Linked DNA regions of Capsicum annuum: region 2 is linked to region 1. The links are chromatin contacts, called in public Hi-C maps. All regions are on one chromosome and are shown on one strand. Each heading gives the region's core, a stretch centred on a gene start, on an enhancer-like site or on the middle of the called end of the contact. The rest is flanking DNA. Distances are from core to core; before and after follow the strand shown. Region 1 has its middle 9.4 kb from the start of LOC107867401. Region 2 holds the start of LOC107869496.

Region 1 (6,749 bases), core at 3,256-5,755:
ATCATCACTTTGTACCTTCGCTTCTTGTTTCCTCGAACCATAATCCCATAAAAGGAAAGCATATCTTCTGCGAATAAGATCTGGATTAAAACTAACAGATGGAACACCTTAATTAAAAGTAAGACACTCAGCATATGTCACCATATATAAGCCACAATCCCTGCAAATACATATATCAATAAATAAGAACCTGTTATATAATTAAGATGTTTACGAAAATACATCTTAAAGTTACATTACATCTTAAAGTTACATCACTGGTCCATATCTTAGTTATCAAACATCAAAGTACAAACATTGTCATCATCTCATGAATAACAAATACAACTGAGCAAAAAATAAAAATGTTAGCAATAACAAAAAAAAAGACATATCTAACTTGTAACAAATACATTTCATATATTTCAAGCAAACCAACTACGTATGTATTTTATTTATACATAACTGGTACAAAAATCATGCTTATTTAAAAGAAAGAAGTACATACCATAGTCAAAATTCAATGATAATAAATACAGCTTAACATCAAATACAAATCTTAGCAGTAAACAAAACAAAAATATATCTAAACTGTAGCATGCATATACTTTACATGTCAAAACAGTGTCATTTATGTATTTACAGAATATATATTATACTTATATTACAACATATACATATGTATTTTATGAATGGTCCAAATTTAAGTAACCAGAATATAATACAACTGAACATCAAATACAAACCTTATCAGTAACAAATATAAATATCTTACACATATCTTAAATACAAATACATATAAAAAATATACAAAATACATAACATATACAATTCTATCAGTAACCAACCTTTGTACAAAATAATATCTTACATATAACAGATATAAAATAAATACAATTAGGAACTACAATTTCATATCTTAACAACACATTAGGGACTACAATTCCATATCTTAACAAAACTGAAAAATAAATACACACCTAATAAATTGTATATATAAAATATATATATATGAGCATGTTGTTCAGAAACTATTAAATTTACAAATAGCATCATACCTCCTCCACTTTCTATTCTTCAGATTCGAAATCAGATGAAACAGGACTTGTAATTTTACAAGATTCATCTTTTTCAGCGATTTTTAAATTTTTGTAGGTTTTGGGGATGAAGATTTTCTCAAATCTTTTCGTTTTATATTTTTCACAAAATTTTTCGGATTGTTACGGCGCTTCAATCTCACTTTTTCACTGCTAACACCTCCCTTAGGCTGAATATTAGTAGAACACAAGTTAAAATCTTCATCTTGTGTTAACCCAAGACTAAACGATGATAGTTCATCTGAAACCAAATTCATCGGAAACCAAATTCATCGGTTGATTACTTTTAATGAAACTACTACGATTTGCATGTTGTGTCATTATAACGGAACTTCAAAAAATTTCAACCCACACACAAAAAAAAAACTAACAGACTAAATCGGTGAAGAAGAATGAAAAATTTGAAAAAATAGTTCGACGATAAAATACATAAAGAAATTTATATGAAAAATGTAGCTTGCATTAACTTTAAAATAAACTTACCTTAATTGAAGGATGCAATGTTTATCAATATCTTGAGAGATAAAAATAATTTTTGAAAAAAAATAAAAATTGCAGATTGTTGGGAATTGGATTTGGTAAAGTAGCTTGAAAAATGAATGGGTAAAAAAAGGAGTTCAATGCACACACTTTTCTCTAACAAAGATAAAATATTGCTATATTTTGTTATTAGTTGTAATTTTGAGAAACTATTGCTATTAATTGTAATTAATGTCTTAGGATTGTTAGTTTATGTAATTTTTTCTTTATTAATTTAGTGGTATAGAATGGGCCTCCTAATCTCATATCTCTTTAGAGTTTTTCCCTACTGTATATTTGGAGAGTAGAGAAAGAGGCTTTCCTTTTTCTAAAAATTACATAAATACACAACTTATGTTTCTAATATTACAAAAACTTTCAACTCACTAAATATATTACAAAAAATCCCAACATATATACAGAATGTTATGTATATGTCGGCTATGTTGTGTATATTAATAGGGAGAGAGAGTAAAGTAATTAAAAAAGTGGGAGAGAATGTAATTACTTTCAAAAGAGTTGATATTTATGTTATTTATACATAATTTTTTTATTCAAATATTGTCATCAGCGTACTTGCTCTGCTCCCTTCTGTATTAGTACATATATTAGTAATATATGTATTAATACTATATAATTTATTGGATTTTAAATGTTTGAAGGATATTTTGGTACATCTGTTACGAGGGTGTCTGGATTAAATTATAATTTGATCAAAATAGCTTAAAAATTATTTTTGAATTTTAGGAGTATTTGGCAATTTAAAAAATTAATTAAAAAAAATCAATTGACTTTTTATAAGTCAAAAACTAGAAGTTGGTCATTACCTACTTATTTTTTTTAGCTTATAATCTATTGAAAGATGACCAAGTAACTATTTTTGTATCCCTTATAATTTTCATTTATTTCAAAATTACCCTCTTGTAGTCCATTTGATTTTTTTAGTTTATAATCGATTAATGCATGTATTAATTAAACATTTCTACTTTTTGTATTTATGACGAACTTAACTCTAGCCATATTAGTAAGTACCTCTTTTGTATGAAACTTTTAATTTATGAAATATAATTTTTATGTATTATTTTCCTTCTTTAATATATTCTTTTAAATTTGGACAATTATTATTGTACAACATATGAATTTCTCTAAGAAATAAAACTCACCAACCAAGATATAGGGAGAACACTCATTGAAGTTATACAACTTCATGAACAATTAGTGAATGATTCATGTATATTTGACGACACAACGTTTGTATTCGACAATATTTTAATAATGATATAGTCATTACTCAATCAACGAGTAATATATTTTCAATTAAGAGTCATTTTAGCAAACAAATAATATCATTTGTGATTAACTATTTATCTATTAATATAATTATAATGATTAGTAACACATATATTTTGTTTGATGATTTAAACTCTTTTAACCAAGGAAAAAAAATTTTAGCGCACAAATTTAATAGTCATTCATGAAAATAAATGTCTCCCAGTCATTAATTATGAAATTGCATCACTATGTACAGTGTTATCAAAAGTGGGGGAAAACAACTAAGGCTGCATAAAATTTGTCTTTAAAATAAAAATTAATAGATATATAAACACTAAATTCTAATATTATATTAACAATATCTCTCTCTCTCTCTCTCTCTATATATATATATATATATATATATATATATAAAATTAAAAATGAATTAAAAATATATATATTAATTTTAATTTAAATCATTTTAGAAATAAAAATTAATAGTAATCAACTCTACATATTGTTAACAGCTTTAAGGGTATTTAAGATATTTTGACTAAAAAGAATGTTTAACAACAGTTGTTTATCAAACACATCAATAATTTTTTTTCAGTTTCAGCACTTTTATCCAAATACGTAACTGTTTATTTTTACAATAAGTTTCAGCACTTTCAAAAGCACTTTTAAATAATTTTTTAAAAACTACTTTTTTTTAGCTTATCCAAACGGGCTCTAAATCTTTATTTTAAGATATTAAGATTCAAATTTTTTTTTTTTTTTACTTTTTTTTAATTTTATGTCAAGTTAAAATCAAACACAATTTAAAACGGAGGAAATACTTGTGTGGTAATCACAATTAACTGGCATATGGCGCAGCAAGTTCGAACTTATGGTGAAACTTGACACTATACACTACCTTTGCAATTTGCGTTTTCTCTTGCCATTAGATTAAGAGTCTCAACATTAAATTAATGGAAATATCTGAAGTTGAGCTTCAAGCAGAAGGATTTTCAAACATCTTTTAGTGTTGTGATTGTGAGGTTTAAAAACTAGATCGGTATCTCAACAGCATGAGAAAATCATAGCTGTTATTATTATTTTCTCCGTTCCATTTTATTGTGTCGACTTTTGATTGAACACGAAATTTAAAAAATGAGTGATGACTTTGTAAAGTTTGTAAAATTGCCCTTCTTAAATTTGTTTTTTAGTTGTCTTTTCTTATTAAATGAGATTTAATAAGGATAAAATGAGAATGTTGTCATTAAATAGTTATACTAAATAAGAAAAAATGATACTTTTTTGGGATGGACTAAAAAGGAAATGGTGACACATAAACTGAGACGGAGAAAATAGTACTCCCTCCGTCTCAAATTATCCATCCCAACTTGAGATGACACATTGATTAAGAAAAATAATTAATAACATGTTTAGTTTACCATAATACCCATATTAAATGATGTTTACATTTCAATTTGAACAAAAAATAATTAATGCAAAGGGTAAAACATGATTTTTTTTAATTTCTTCTTGATTAATAAAAAAAAATAAGTAAAATGAGAAATCAAATTAGAAAATTTGAGACAGATAATTTGAAACGATGAGAGTATTTATTATGCATAGAGTCAATATGGCCCCAGGCATGATTCACTTACCACAAATCCCTGCTCTAAATAAGTGACAGATCCTGTACTCCCAAGTAGTAATTGACAGTCAACGCGACTGACGAATCCAAAAATAATTAAAACTGTTTATTTTTCAAGCATTGTTTTACTTGAAAGTCTATCTGAATTAAAATTTCAAGTAGAGGTAAAACAACATATAATTCACTTTCCCAAAAACTCCAGATTACCATAGATATGTTGTTGTTATTTCCATTATCATTAGATAATAACAACATAAATAAAGAAAAATGCATAGATTATAACATCAAAAAACTAGTCATGACAACTACTTAAAGAATGAAAATTTATGAACTTTCCTAGGGGTTTGGGTTGTAAGTGACAAAAAAGTTTTAAAATAAGGTATAAGTGACACATGTCTTAATAATTGAGTGGAGGTGACAATTACTTTATTATGGATTAAGAAAGTTGAAAAACTTTGAAAATAACCCACAAGTTTTTTAATTTACACTTTGATCCAAATATTTACCTAATATAACGGAAAACGAAGGAAAAAAAGCGCATTTCTCTCTCTTCTCACCCGTTGTTGTTTTCTCTCTCTTCACGATTATTGTTGCTGCTGCTTTATCCATCATCTTCTGCTTCATTATCATCATCTTCTACTTCATTATCATCTTCATCTTCTTCTTGTTGACCATTTTTGTTATTGTTGTTGTTGTTACCGCTACTGTTGCTATTTGACCGATTTCTTAGGTCAAATTTTATTTTGTACATCACTTTCTACTTTGGCATTACTTCATAGGAGACTTTTGGTAAGTCAAATTATGATTTTTAGTTGAATTTGTCATCTGGGTAACTGCTATTGTGCCTTTTTTCAATAATAAATAGCATGCGAATATGAATGCAGCATAAGAGCCATCTGTTTAAATAATATGTTTCAACGGAAGACTCATATGTTGGATTCATGTTTATTATTATATGGTACCGTAACATGAATCGAGTAGATGGGTAATCTGTTGCAACAGATGACCCATTTGTTACAACAGATTAGTTGTCTGGTGCAACATGATAAATATCTGTTGCAACAGATTAGTAACCTGTTGCAACAGAACCTGAACTTGATTCCAACAGATGTATTGTCTGTTGCAATAAGGTATCTGTTGTAACATATTATTAACCTATTGCAATAGAACCTGAACTCGATTTCAACAGACAGTAAATATCTATTATAATATATTAGTAACCTGTTGAGATAGAACCTGACCTCGATTCTAATAGATCGCCGTCTGTTGCAACAGGTAAGTCATATGTGGCAACATGTTAATTATTTGTTGCAACATGTCACTCATTTATTGAAATTAGCTTCAAAGGTGCCTCAGTACTATAACATCTATCCTAATAGGCGTTTCATCTGTTGCAACAGATATATATCTGTTGCAACATATGATTCACCGGTTATAATAGATGGCTCGTCTATTAAAATCAACTTCAGGAGCGTAACATGAATCCCAACAGGTAAGTAATCTATTGCGACTGATTATACATTTGTTGAGATTCATTTAAGACACTATGAAATCACTATTAACTTTTTTTAACAAATGACTTTATTTAGGTACCATTAATTGAGGGATCAATAACAATAAGGGTGGATTGTCATGGTTAATGAATCGAGAAGAGCAATCGATATGTATGGTATTGGAAGGAGGGTGAAATGCTAGAGATGATAGCTATGACAGTCCAAAGTGATATTTCGTATGATGATTTTATGAACTTAATCATCAGCTACTGTGGACTGAATTATCAACCAGAAGAACTCATCATCAGCTACATGCATAGCTCCTTTGAAACTCAGAGGGTACTGCCTTTCAAGATAATCGATCAGGTTTGGTTGCATGCTTATCTTAGTGATTTATCCAAACCGGTGTTAAGGGTGTATGTGGTTGAAAAGACGAGAGAGGATGAGAACCAGAACATAGAAGAAGAATAAAAATAAGACATCTTTGATAATAGGTTGGATGATCTAGACATGAATATTTCAGATGATGATCAAACACCTACGCCCGTTGATGCGATCAATACGGTGGGCAGTTCTTCTCGATCGACACAGCCTGGCAATCTTCAAGATGACGGTACTAACTTTTTCAAAGGGATGTCATTCAAGGACAAGAATGAACAATCTATCACTTTGTTTATTTCTTGCTTGAAAAAAGATTTCAGAATAAAGAAGGTGATTAATTTGAGCAGTGTCTTTAGCTACAAATATGCTAATCCAAACTGCAAGTGG
Region 2 (6,846 bases), core at 1,471-3,970, 51 kb after region 1:
GATAATAGATTTTGGTGCAACACATCATGTTGCTGCACATAAAAATATATTCTCACAGTGTCATAAGTTAGTTAATACAGAAAAAGAAATGGCGAATCTTCCTACTGGAGCCAAGGTAGACATTTCACACATTAGAGAGACACAAATCCTAAATGATGAAACTGTTAGAGATGTGTTATTTGTCCCTGACTTTAAACTCAATCTATTGTCAGTGTAAAAAATGACCAAGCAACTTTCATGCTTTGTGTCATTCTACCCTGATTTCTGTGTATTTCAGGACCTTCGCACTGGCAAGGTGAAGGGGATTGGTAAGGAAAAAAGGGGATTATAGAAGGTCGGTAGATTGAATGAAGCACATGGAAGAAATTCTCAAAGGTTGCTATTGCTGAAGTAGATATGCAGGACTGCAACTTATGGCATAAGAGGCTTGGGAACCCTTCTTCTCAGTTTTTACAGTAACTTAGTCTACTAAGACACACGACAGACTTAGAGGTCCTAAATAAGTGTCATGTCTGTCCACTAGCTAAATAAACTAGACTACCATTTCCTGTTTGTGATTCTAGAGCTGTGAAGCCTTTTGATGTAGTACATATGGATCTTTGGGGGCCTTACAAAGTACTTACTTTTGATAAGAAGCGTTACTTTCTGACTGTAGTAGATGATCATAGTAGATACACTTGGATTCACTTGTTACAGTTGAAATCTTAATGTATTATGGCTATTAAGAATTTCTTGAATATGATAAGGAATCAATTTGGTGCTCAAATAAAAGTTTTCAGATCAGATAATGGAACAGAATTTATAAGCTCACAATGTAAAGAGTTGTTTCAATCCTTGGGTGTATTACATCAAAGTAGCTGCCCTTACACATCACAAAGAATGGGATTGTTGCTTTCTCTGTGTAATTGATACAATCTCATTCTGTTAACCTTGTCAAACCTTTCCTTGATATCTTCCCATACTTCAAATGCACTTGTAGCATACACAATACCACTTAGCAACTCAGCACTTACGGAACTCATCAACCAAGACAACACAATTGCATGACATATCTCCCATTGCTCATGTAATCTTCTCTATACACATTCCAGTCACAAAACCATATTTTCGTTTGCCTAGTAATGTAATTTTCATGGATCTACTCTAGATTCCATAATTTTTTGACCCAATCAACTTCATTAGAATCAATGGAGCACCAGCAATATCCGATGCTCCCAGAAACAAAGGATTTGTAGGATCGATCTTAGGTGCCATTACTTTATTATTCAGAAAACACTCAGAATTCTAACTTCAGCTTACAAAAAAATAGAGATCTACTTTCTCCCTACTGATACTAGCATAGAATCCAAAATAAAATGGAGTAATGATACTTTCTCTAAACCTCCATGGATCGTTGCTTTGATACCATGTTAAACTGATGCATTACAATACTCACACACACACACGGAAGCCATTGAGGCAGAGAAGAAAAGAAAGGAAAGAGCTAAGAGATTGTTATTCAAGTGCTAAGATCATACAATGAGGAGTGAATGGTTGCTATTTATATGCTCACATGTATGTCACATGAGCTTCTAAACATTCCTAACTAACTCTAACAACTTGAACAACTAATCTAATCAGCAACCACTAACTTGATGCCTTCACTAACTTCACTAACTAACTAGGCTAACTAACTTATTCTCAATGAAATAGTAAAAAACAAAGAAACAGTAAAAATGAGCTAACTTGAGCTGAAGAACTAACTCAAATATGATCAACATCTAATACATTTTAATAGGTTTCTTCCCCGTTAATTGTTGAAGTTCCAATTTTGAGACGATTTCTTATGAATCCTTCTCGGTATGATTTCATTTATCTTCGTTAGGCTCGATTGGCACCTTTGTTACCTGAATTCATCTTTTCTTTCTTCGAATTGATTTGTAAAATTTGAAATTTGTGCATTTCGCTTGAGAATTTTCATTTAATTCTTAGCGATTAATGATTGTTTGTTCATTTGGATTGACATATGTTTAAAAGTCCCAAATTCTACCAACTTTTATTGACCTTAATTCTCCATATTTGGTACTAATTTTATTCTATTTTGAAACTCTTGTTCCCTTGGTCATTAATTGAAATTGTTGTTGAATTGATGCTATTAATGTTAAGGTTTTACTTTTTAGGATGAAATTACAATCTTGCTACTTCTCTTTGCTCAATTTGATTCATGACAGTCTTGGTGTGATAAAATTGGCTATTTGTAGATTCTTCTATGGTGTATTAATTCAAATTTTGTGAAAGGTCATTTAGACTTGTCCGTCCTTAGTAAAACTTTGGTCATTTTGGAATTGCTTTCTAGCTATTTCTAGTATGTCTCCACTTCTTTAATTGACCTCGCTGTGGTACTTGACCGATTATGATATATTTTGATTAATTTACAGATTATGGAATCATGGTAGTTAATAGATTACATGCCTTGATTTGAAATTATATGATAGCGTTATTCCTCGTCTATTTTTGATAAACTCATGATCTCTTTACTTATTCTCCTACCCTTATTCGATTTGGACATATTTTCTTTATTCATTTATGATAAACTTGACCAGCCTTAGGCCTAATTGATTCACTCTATTGTTTTAAGGAAAATAAATCTCTTTGATTGATTCCCTAATTTTTTAAAAGTTGAAACCAGGCCAAGAGGCCTATTATAAAGAACAAAAATAAACAGTCTTTACAAAGCCAGGTCCAAAAGTGACCTGGTCCAAACAAAATCAGATAAAAAAAGTTAAAGACAAATAAAAGTAAAAGGCAAAAAAATCTAATGCTAAAAAGGGTAAGTGCAGAGACTCCTAAGTCTCTGGAAAGAAACTCAACCAAAGCTCGACTTCACTCCACCATTTCCATGGCTGAGCTCAGTCCAAGACCTCTATTGAGGATTTCTTTCTTCCCAAAAGCCGATCCATTGTGCTGCTGCTTAATTGATGAAAATTCATTCAAACTTTAGCTCCCGATCAGCTTCATACTCCATTTGCAAATGTACATCTTCCCTACAGGTCAGAATGCCGTTACATCCCTTGTTTCTTGTATCTCTAATGTGTACTAACTCATATTTACCTCAAAATTGATGGATTGAACCTCACTTGAGGTTAATACCACCATCTAATCTAAAGATAAAAGAGGGTTCAGACACCTTAAACAGAGATAACATTTTCTTGTCGTTTTGCAGGTGTATGCTATAGTACCAAAATATTTTGATTGTGTCAATGCGAAGCCTAGCTATATCAGACTTGATTTGTTATCGGAGGTACACCCGAATATTCTCACAGGTGCGGCTATTCAAATCTATTGAAGTTTCTTTAGTCTGAATAGTACTGGAGCTTCATATTAATTTACCTTCAATTATAGGACTTGTAACATACACCTGCATCTTCTTAGATCTCACTGATTATTTATTGTTGCTGCCATTGTTTAAAACATGCACAACTATCCCTTTGTGTGTTGTATCTTCTAGATTGCTGTAAAATCACATATTCTATCTTCTAGATTCCCTGAATATTTTCTCCCTCACTAATTCCATGATTTGTTACTATTCATTGGCTATATTCTATGATTTGTTACTATTCATTGGTTATATAAAACAGACCTCTGTTCAATATTTTTTGGAGACTTTTCCTCCCACTTAAATATACTCTTAAAACTCTTTATAAGCATTACTCTCTCTGAAGTCTTTTGTTCTGGTTTTGCCCGTGACACACATTCTCTTCATTGGTCTCTGCTCCATTTACTAAAGTCTCACTGCTTTTTTGCTGCTAACTAGTTCGTTCTCTTAATGATGCATTTAGTTTCTGTCTGTAAGTTCTTTATAACTTCAAATCTTGCATTAGTTAAGCAGTTGGAAAGCTCGAATACCTTAAGCATTCTATGGAAAGCGTTAAGGTATGTCTTGGTGCTTTGTATGTGTTTATCATTTGTGAATAAACAGAAAAACATGCTTGTAGGGTGTCAGTCTAAACTTGAACCTTACTTTCCTGAATTTGTTTGTTGTGAATCACTCCGAGTATATGCAAGTTCTCCTCCCTTATAATTTTATCATATCGTGCTCTTCTTGTTTAATTTGATATGTCTCTTTATGTTTTACAAGAACCTGAACCTCGGTTGAAATTTTTGAAGAGTTGCCTGGGATATGAAAAGCTAAACGGGTTCTTTTGCCAAAGGCCTTTTATTTTGAGATTCCATTTTGTAGTATTTTTGTTCATTGATAGGTCTGTAATAATTATTGCATAAACATGGCTATATAATAAAGAATTGGGGCTGCTGGGAAAGGGCATTAGTTGCTACTTGCTTCACTTTCTCATGTTATAAGGCTGCTTGTCGGATCTGTTTGATAATGACCTGTCACATAGCATTAACACCGACATGTTATGTTCTGTTAATTACTTTTAGACACCTGTTGTGGTCTATCTATGCAACTATACGTGATCTAGCAACTAATATAGTGACTTTAGAATCGAATATTGAACCCACAAGGACAATTCTCTTAGCAATTTACTTGATTCAATTTTCAATAATATTTCAGACAAGTGATGTGATTTATCAAGAGGAAATTATATCTTTCTAATAGTGTGCAAAAAGAATAAAATATGACACTCACGATTTTGACTAAGGTTGTAAACAATATTGAGAGAAATTTTAGGGCTACAACAATTACCACAATCATATATAATATTTATCCATTTCAATGAAATTTATTTCTCAAATTGCGGGTTTGGGGTTAAGTGTAGGATTCATAAATGCTCATCCTTTAAATCACCTATTTGAACTATTCTCACAACTACATCGTTGAGCGGGAATGTGAATTTCTAATTCAAATGCTTTAAAACTTTTATCTCATTAATAATCAATTAAGGCAAACTAGGCATATCGTTATTTCAGTTACAAATCAACCCTAACTTTAGTAAGAGATGATCTTATTTCTCACACTCTTCGTCCTATCTTTACAATCCCATGGTCAGTTCATACAAGAATTACCCATTTATTCTAATGTTGGCCAGACACAAATAGTAAGCTTAAGAACATAAGCACAATTGAATGATAAGCAAACTTCATGGATTTAAATAAAATACTAAACAATCATGTTCTATCCGTAACCCCAGAACAAGGGTATTAACTACTCATAGTTTGAGGAAAAACACAAGAATCAATGTTAAATCATACCAAAATACGAAGTAGTTGAGTTACAAAATAAAGAACCCTTATGCTCTATATTTTTCTCTCAAAAAATTGTAAACTAATGAATGCAAGTCGTCCTTAGGGTATTTATAGAGGTGGACCCTTTTGAACCCAAGCCTATTAGGACTTGGCTAAAATTTAACGAATTCCATCTACCCTCAAATCTCCGTGATATGCCATCCAATGCACAAACATGAGCTGCGCGACGCGGGCCTACCTACCTCCAAGGAGCCTAGCTGCGTGGCTTAGTGCTTTATTTAGCTACAAGATAGCCCTCGTATTTCATATCGTACTCATGCATGCTTCTCCTATCGTTTTTATTTCCTTCCAATCGTATTTATCCTGAAAAATGTTAATCATATTTTAGTTCGTCTACATCAATATGTCATAAGGTAAAAGCAAATATATGCATTTATTCTCAAAACTAGGCTAAGATATGGGTAAAATATGACACAGGTGTATAAATACGCCCAATATCACAACCCCACACTTAAAGCCTTGTTCGTCCTCGAATAACTCTTTACACTTAGGTTCAACAAGAAAGTATCTAGCATCACTAGTTGAAACAAAATACACAAGCCAATCCCGACAACGACTAATATGAATAACAGGCTTTACTATAAGAATGTCACTTTGTAACTTTGAACACATGTCTGACCATTCAAAACCTCTTAACATCAAGAATTGACTCTTACAAAATTAGCAAAATCATGCACATTACTTAACCAAGGAATCATATAAATCACCCATCTATCATTAAACATACTCTCTTACAATAATAGAGTCATACCAATATCACTCATCAACATGCAATTTAATACAAGATTGGGTGTAAGAATAGAATATCACTCATTCCCAAAAAGAATTTAGATGCAACATAAGATGAACCATTTACTCGCCCTTAGTGTAATACTCCAATAATATAAGAATATCAAAACTCAAGATCAAGTATGACTTTAAGGGTTGTGATGTAGGCTAAGGGACGAGTAGGAGCTATTTTGATTAGAAATAGCGATTAACTTTTCCAAGCACTTTAATAAACCACACTTTCTTTAAACTCACAAACTAACCTAATTTTCACCACTTTTAGGGCTTATTTGTTTCCACTTGATGAAGGTCTGAATCTGAATGGTTCAGACTTCAGACCATTAAGTGCATTTGTTTTTATTAAGATTTTATCTCTTAATAGGTCTTAATCATTCAGATTTAGAATCAAGTTTTAATAGGTCTGAAGATGTATAATGATGTTGGATAATATTCACCACCACTCTATTCATAGTCATTAGTCACCACCTCTGCCACCGCCATCATTGTCAACCGCCACCCACCACCACTAACCACCTCCACCATCACAACCACCATATACAACAAATATCACCACCAACCACTATTGTTAATTGCTACTACACCTACTACCTCTATTATTCTAATTCTATTTAACGTTACCACCACCATCATCAACCACTACCGAACAATCCCTACTATCGACCAACTCATCTATCACAACTAGCACCACCACTAACTACTACTAACACATCACAAGCTCCACATTTTCTTCGGCGGCCACCACCATTGTCACTAGTAACGCCACCTCTACCATCACTTCAATCACTATCACCGCTATAATTTATCTCTACTAAC

The links. A called contact is a pair of places that touch in the nucleus more often than the background predicts.
Region 2: a contact with region 1 is called in a Hi-C map of pericarp, with 2.1 times the contacts expected there. The contact joins the promoter of LOC107869496 here to the enhancer-like site in region 1. A contact is called at or near these places in 2 of 5 Hi-C or Micro-C datasets (pericarp and placenta).

What each region holds. Positions count from the first base shown.
Region 1 is chr1:98,009,211-98,015,959 of UCD10Xv1.1, forward strand. No RefSeq gene overlaps it. Among protein-coding and RNA genes, the nearest start is that of LOC107867401, 9.4 kb to the left of the region's middle. Within about 2 kb of position 4,506, at least 3 of the 5 cell types and tissues checked have an H3K27ac peak or open chromatin away from gene starts, as enhancers often do. A contact at or near this core is called in pericarp, where this site is marked.
Region 2 is chr1:98,061,694-98,068,539 of UCD10Xv1.1, forward strand. LOC107869496 reads left to right here and starts at 2,721. Exons shown (of 3, transcript XR_007052182.1): 1 at 2,721-3,029; 2 at 3,203-3,302.